Linked DNA regions of Hordeum vulgare: region 1 is linked to region 2. Evidence: chromatin contacts called from public Hi-C data. All regions are on one chromosome and are shown on one strand. The core of a region is the stretch at or near the end of the contact, and the rest is flanking DNA. Distances in the headings are between cores, read along the strand shown. Region 1 has its middle 54 kb from the start of LOC123401101. Region 2 has its middle 45 kb from the start of LOC123402161.

Region 1 (3,250 bases), core at 352-2,851, 380 kb after region 2:
AGAGAAGAAGTGTCAAGTGGCGTGCTTTGTGTTCGGACGGGGGAACTCAAAGTGCATTTGTGGTTATTGTTTATGTTCGCAGATTGTTTGACCAAAATGGAAGCAATTGTGAAATAGTCAAGGAGATCATCAAGGAATATATATCTACGAGAATTAGATTTATTTTTTACTTGCATACGATGTCAATAGTTTTACTCGAAACACATTTGAAGTCAAAGTGAGATCTTATTGTTTTGGAGTATTCTATGAATATTTTCCATGCACAAGTGAAATTACATGTGAACAGTTAAAGAAGCTTGAATTACATGAGGTGATTGCATGTATAGGGCAATCATGTGTAAGGCGATGTTTTTGAGATCTTATTCTTGGAGTTACAATGATGGTTTAATCAATGTCCCGGTAGATAAGTTTATTGTACGGGTATTTAACTACTTCTTTAGTAAAAGGGGAAGAATAGTTCTTTCTGTGTTCCCCATTCAACTAGCTTCGTGACATCTAATGCGCAACTGATGTCCTATAAGTAGCCATCAGCTCGAGTTCAACTCCACTAAGCAAACGAGGTGGGACTAATACATGTGCTGAATTTTTCGTCCCGCATGGCGCTTTCAGTTCTAAGCCCACACCATGGTACACATTTAGATGGTGTTTCTTATTTAGCGCTGCATGCGTCCGTTTGTGTGCATTTTTGTAAACTGGCGCCTGCAGCACCTGTGATGGCCCGGCCCATTACACTGTGTCTTTTAATACTCCAAAAATTATAGAGTAGATGGGATTCGAACCAGGGACATCCGGCCACGTACTAAGATGTGGTTGATTAGCTTATTTACATTTTATTACTTATTCTCTTTTCCAATAATTCTGCTCAGTTTATCTTTTCTTTTTTTCTTTTTTTTTTGATTTTATTTTTCTCATTCTTACTTTTTTTGATATATTATGATGAACTTTTTCCAAAGTTTATGAGTTGTTTCAACTTTGATGAACTTTTTTCAAATTTAGTGATTTTTTCAGAAAATAATCGATGAACATTTTTTCAACATCTGTGAACTTTTTTTCAAATACGATGAACTTTTTTCAAAAATGATGAACTTTTATCAAATTTGATTATTTCTTTTGAAATCCATAAACCTGTAGATATTTTTTAAAATTTTGTGAACTTTTATCACGTTGGATGAACTTTTTCCAAAATCAATATTTGTTTTTCAAAATTAATGAATTGTTTTTTAATTTGGTGAACTTTTTTTAACCTTTGACGAAATGTTTCCAAATTTGATAAACTTTTTAAAATTTTGACAAACCTTTTTCAAATATGTTGAACTTTTTTGAACACGGATTAACTTTTTTTTCAAATTTGATGAACATTTTTCAAAATCACTGAAATTTTTATAAAAATTAATGTACCTTTATAAAATGTGATAAACATTCTAGAAATTTGATTACTATTATAGTTAAAATCTGTCAACATTTTTTCAATTTAAAGAACTTAGTTTGCAAAAATCGGTGTACTTTATTTTCCAAAAATCAATGAAATTATTCTGGACCTGCAGGAGTACCGAGCTGTTTGATGGGCTGGCCCAAGGTGGGGCGCTGCAGGCGCCCGGAGGGCAAACGGGCGGCTGCAGCGCCATATAGGAGGTCCCCATTTATATTGCCTGTTTGCCCCAGTTTGGTTTAGTATAGTTCGTTCGACTTCTTGCATATGGGCCGGCCGAATATAGGGAGAACACTGCCTCATTTCCTCCCTTTTCACGTTTTTATTTCATATTTTACACATTCTTTTACTTTTATTTACACTTTCAAATATACCAAACCAACATTTCAGAAACTATACTTTATATAATGTTAAAAAAATGTTAATTATGCATTTATAAAATATTAAATATGTATATAAAAAAGTTGACTCTGCATTAAAAAGTGATGAATTATTTTGATCATGTATATATATTAAAAACAAGAATTTGAAAAATGTTGAAGAAGCATTTAAAAATTGTGAACCAAGCATTTGCAAAATGTTAAATATGTATATAAAAAATTATGACCATGCATTAGGAAATAATTATTTTTTAATCATTGTATATAGCAAATGTTAATCAAGTATCTGAAAAATATTGAACAAGATTTCAAAATTGATAAGCAAGCACTTGGGAAATTTAAAATCTGTATAGAAAAAAAAGGTTGCATGCATTAGAAAAATAATGATTCTTTATATCATTGTATATAAAAATGTTAACCGGACATTTGAAACAATATTAAATAAGATTTCAAAAATGATAATCAAGCATTTGGGGAAATTTAAAAGTGTATAAAAAATTGGCCATGCACAATGGTTGGAACATGTAAAAAGACTTATATTTAGGAAAGGGAGAATATAGTTTATATAATATTTTGAAAAATGTTAATTATGCATTTTAAAAAATGTGTAAAACATTGTTGACCGTGTATTAAATTGTTATGAAATTTTTTGGTTATATATATATATATATATATATATAATCAAGAATTTGAAAAACTGTTGAACAAGTATTTCAAAAATGTTAACCAAACAATTAGAAAAATGAAAAATTATGACCATGCATTAAAAAATAATGACTTTCCTATCAAATTAATCAAGCATTTGAAAATATATTAAACAAAATTTCAAAATTAATAATCTAGCACTTGCAAAATTTAAAATGTATATATGAAAAATGTGACCATACTTTTGAAAAATAATGAATTACTTTACCACTCTATAGAAAAAATATGTATAAAGAAATCTTGGCCATGCATTAAAAAATGTTAATCTTGCATTTCTGAAATTTTGATGAAGCATTTAAAAAATGTTAAATATGCATGGAATTTCTATGAAATTTTTTTAATCTTGTATATGAAAATGTTAATCAAGCATTTGTTTTTTTTCAAAGTGTGTATATGAAAAAGGTTGACCATGTATTCAAGAAAATGTTAATCAAGAATTTAAAATAATATTGAACAATATTTAAAAAACGATAATCTAGCACTTGGGAAATTTATATATGTATATAAAAAATGTTGCTCATACATTAGAAATATAATGAATTTTTACCATTGTATAGAAACAAATTTGACCGTGCATTCAAAAACGTTATTCTTGAATTTGAAAAATATTGATAAATCTTTTGACAAATATTAAATGTGCATGGAATTTATATTAAAAAATGTTAATCCTGTATATGAAATTGTTAATCAAGAATTTCAATTTTTTTAAAGTGTGTATATAGAAAATGTTGACCAT
Region 2 (3,116 bases), core at 82-2,581:
CACCATCGGGACAGAGATACACACTTGGGTTCTTCTTGTTATAGAAACTTCGAAAGTCGGTGACCGGCGAGAGCCGCCATGGTATGGAAAAGAAGCATGAATCAAGAAGATGACCTTGTTCTGTTTAGCTGACTCTCGACCAGGAGTAATATATGGGAGGCATGCGTCAAATGGGAACCCTATTTAGTGCCATAGGCGCCCGTTAAAAACAAATTTTGCAAACCGGCGCCTGCAGCGCTCCGCCATCGGCTCGTCCATTTAGAGATCCGATTTGTGTTTTATCCCGTGAACCTTTGACTAAATTGATGAACTTTTTTAAAAATCGGTGAACTTTATTTTAAATCGATGAACATAATTTAAAATTCGTGTGCTTTTATCAAAATCAATGAACTCTTTTTAAAAATTGATGAACTGTTTAAAATTAATGGTTTTTCCGAATTCTGTGAAGTTTTGAAAATGCATAAACATGCTTGAAAAATAGTGGACTTTGTTTTAATCATTCAACGTTTTTCGTCAATCTGATTTAAAAAAACACTTTTTCGATTTTTAAAGACCAACATATTCTACATGGGCCGGCCTACGAAAAGGAGTGTTGCAGGCGCCGGTTTGCCTTCAGCGCCGTATAGGACCTCCCTTGCGTCAAAGGACACAACGCTCATCCTCGACAAAGTTGCGTGAGAAAGTTGGGCCGAGAGCGAATGTGGGCTGACGGCAGCATGAAAAGCCGTCGGAAAATATATGTCGGCACGATCATCCTCCTCACCCATGTCTGCTTTAGAAAAACACAGTACAGTATATAAATTCGTGGTGAGGAACAATGGCGCTCGTCCCGTGCCCTCGCGGACTCCCGGACGCATGCTGCCGCCATGAAACCACGGATTAACGGTCCGTCTGTCTAGAGCCAACGGGTGGCAGGTCGAGAGGGTTTGTTCACAGAGGTCGATGCATTACCAACGGCGTACCTCGGGCAGCGTAGATGCGTCCTGCCGCACGCGATCGGTCCGTGCACGACCGACCGACCGATTTGTTTGAACATTTCGCCACGGCAAGCCAGGTAACTCTTCGTTGATGCAAGCGACAGTTATACCGTCCATCACTTGACGACGAGCCTGAGCCACACGTACGCCAACGAGTAATAAACAAACGAAACTAGTAGAGCTCACGAATTCCAGCCGGTCTGATAATGACCACGATGGACGACCTGCGTGCTGCTAGTCAGAAAAGAACACCGAATACGCGTGGAATGAGGCTTTCACTCTTGGGATCATATCAACGGAAGCGACCCGTCGTATCTATTCAAAGATCGTATTGTAGTAGTACGTGGTTGATCTGCAGATCTGCACTGCGCTTGCTAGTAGCTTCACCGTTCCGCTCTCCTTTTCTCTCAAAAGGCCGAGCAGTCCAACCCATCCATTCGTCCGTCCTTGACTCTTCGGCGATGGCGAAAGAGCACGCCGGCGATGCCTCGAGAGTCGCGCGTCGCTCTCGGCCGGAGGAACCGCGAATATGTATCTGCTTGTACATGCCGTGGTACGGAAGGGGCGCGCCAAAGAAAGAATAAAGGTGATGTGCCCTTTTGCTACCGCTTGAAATGAGTGCTGGAAGCAGCTTTGGGGTGGCATTAGACGAACAAGATAAGCTTGTTTAGTGGATCTTCTTTCGGCAAAGCAAAGATGGCGCGCAGCTGGAGTCAAAGAGCAGGAGGATCTCGACATCTCGTTACCTGTTCTTGTTCGGATACATACCGGAGGCCGATGAAAGGCGAGAGGAAATGGAGTAACCTGAGGAGACGGAACGTGCTTGGCTTGCCCATGCATCGGAACAGCAAGATGGTGGGCGGGGAAGTGGTGATGTGCACGGCACACGTCTCGTGATTCCGGACTCCCTGTCTAGATAGATCACTGTGCTGTGATTGTCTGCTTCGTTTTGTCTTCGGTTTTATCGCCTCGGTCGAACGAACACGGCAGCATGCATCCATTGTACAGCTGCTCGTGGCGTACTTCTGGGTCGACAAGTATTGGTGCTGCACACGCGGCACGCAGTAACTGCGGCCTCCCTGCCGGTGATGGTGTGGTGTCGATATGCTCCAGCTAGACATCCATGCAGGAAAGCACGTACGTACCATACGTGTTACGGGTGCATGTGAAACATGGCGGCGTCGGCTGGCAGCTAACAGTATATTTTGTACAGGAAAATAGTGCTCCCTCCGTTTTTAAATATAAATCTTTTAAAAAAATTCATTAAAGAACTATTTACGGAAATAAGTGAATCTATATTTTAAAAATATGTCTACATACATTTATATATTTTTTTAATATTTTTTTAAAAAAACTTATATTTAGGAACGGAGTAAGTATAGTACATGCATGAGACGCTTCCAGTGGTTGAGGAGTGCATTACATGCATGTGCCACCATGTCGGAAGAGGAACACATCCTCCATCTACTTAGATGTAGCAGCCGATCTGAATTCATTGATTGGTGTCCATGGGCAATGGCTACGGGGTAGAGATGAATTTAATCGATAAATGGCATGGTACGACTTGTCAGTAATCAGGTCTCAGTGAGCTTAATCAACTAGAGTAGCTATTGGGAGTGAGACAAACTCACAACCACCGACGTTTCAGCTGTTGTTGGCAGCACTTGTGTGAGTCTTTGAGACGTATTCCATCACCGGCTAAGAGCATCTCCAAAAGCCGCGCTTCGCGCCGCCCTCAAAAAATGTATTTACAGCGCGCGCCGGTTAGTTTAGCGCAGGGATAGGCGCTGGCTCCAACAGCCGCGCTATAATGCAGCGCACGCGTCGCTCCAGCAGTGTCCAAAAATGCAGCAGGCACAAACCACATATATACATTTCAAAAAATAAGAGAAAAACGATCAAACAAACAAAATAAATCAACAATAAATAGTTATTACAACTCAAACAAATAGTTTATCGTTCAGTACAACAAATAATGTAATAAACACAACCAATAGTTCATGAACAATACAATACAAATAATGCAATCAAATCATGCTCTTTGTCGTCCATGCCATGCCCACCACTCTTCAATCAGATCCTTCTGAAGATCATTGTGTGTTGCGGGACGCCGAATGGCATGATACGAGGCAACAAAAC

What was found. Hi-C and Micro-C count contacts between places; a contact is called where the count stands out from the background.
Region 1: a Hi-C map of leaf shows a contact between it and region 2, with 2.7 times the contacts expected there. The contact joins two enhancer-like sites. A contact is called at or near these places in 2 of 6 Hi-C or Micro-C datasets (leaf and seedling).

The regions. Positions count from the first base shown.
Region 1 is chr6H:107,327,225-107,330,474 of MorexV3_pseudomolecules_assembly, forward strand. No RefSeq gene overlaps it. Among protein-coding and RNA genes, the nearest start is that of LOC123401101, 54 kb to the left of the region's middle. Within about 2 kb of position 1,602, at least 3 of the 3 cell types and tissues checked have open chromatin away from gene starts, as enhancers often do. A contact at or near this core is called in leaf and seedling, where this site is marked.
Region 2 is chr6H:106,944,845-106,947,960 of MorexV3_pseudomolecules_assembly, forward strand. No RefSeq gene overlaps it. Among protein-coding and RNA genes, the nearest start is that of LOC123402161, 45 kb to the right of the region's middle. Within about 2 kb of position 1,332, at least 3 of the 3 cell types and tissues checked have open chromatin away from gene starts, as enhancers often do. A contact at or near this core is called in leaf and seedling, where this site is marked.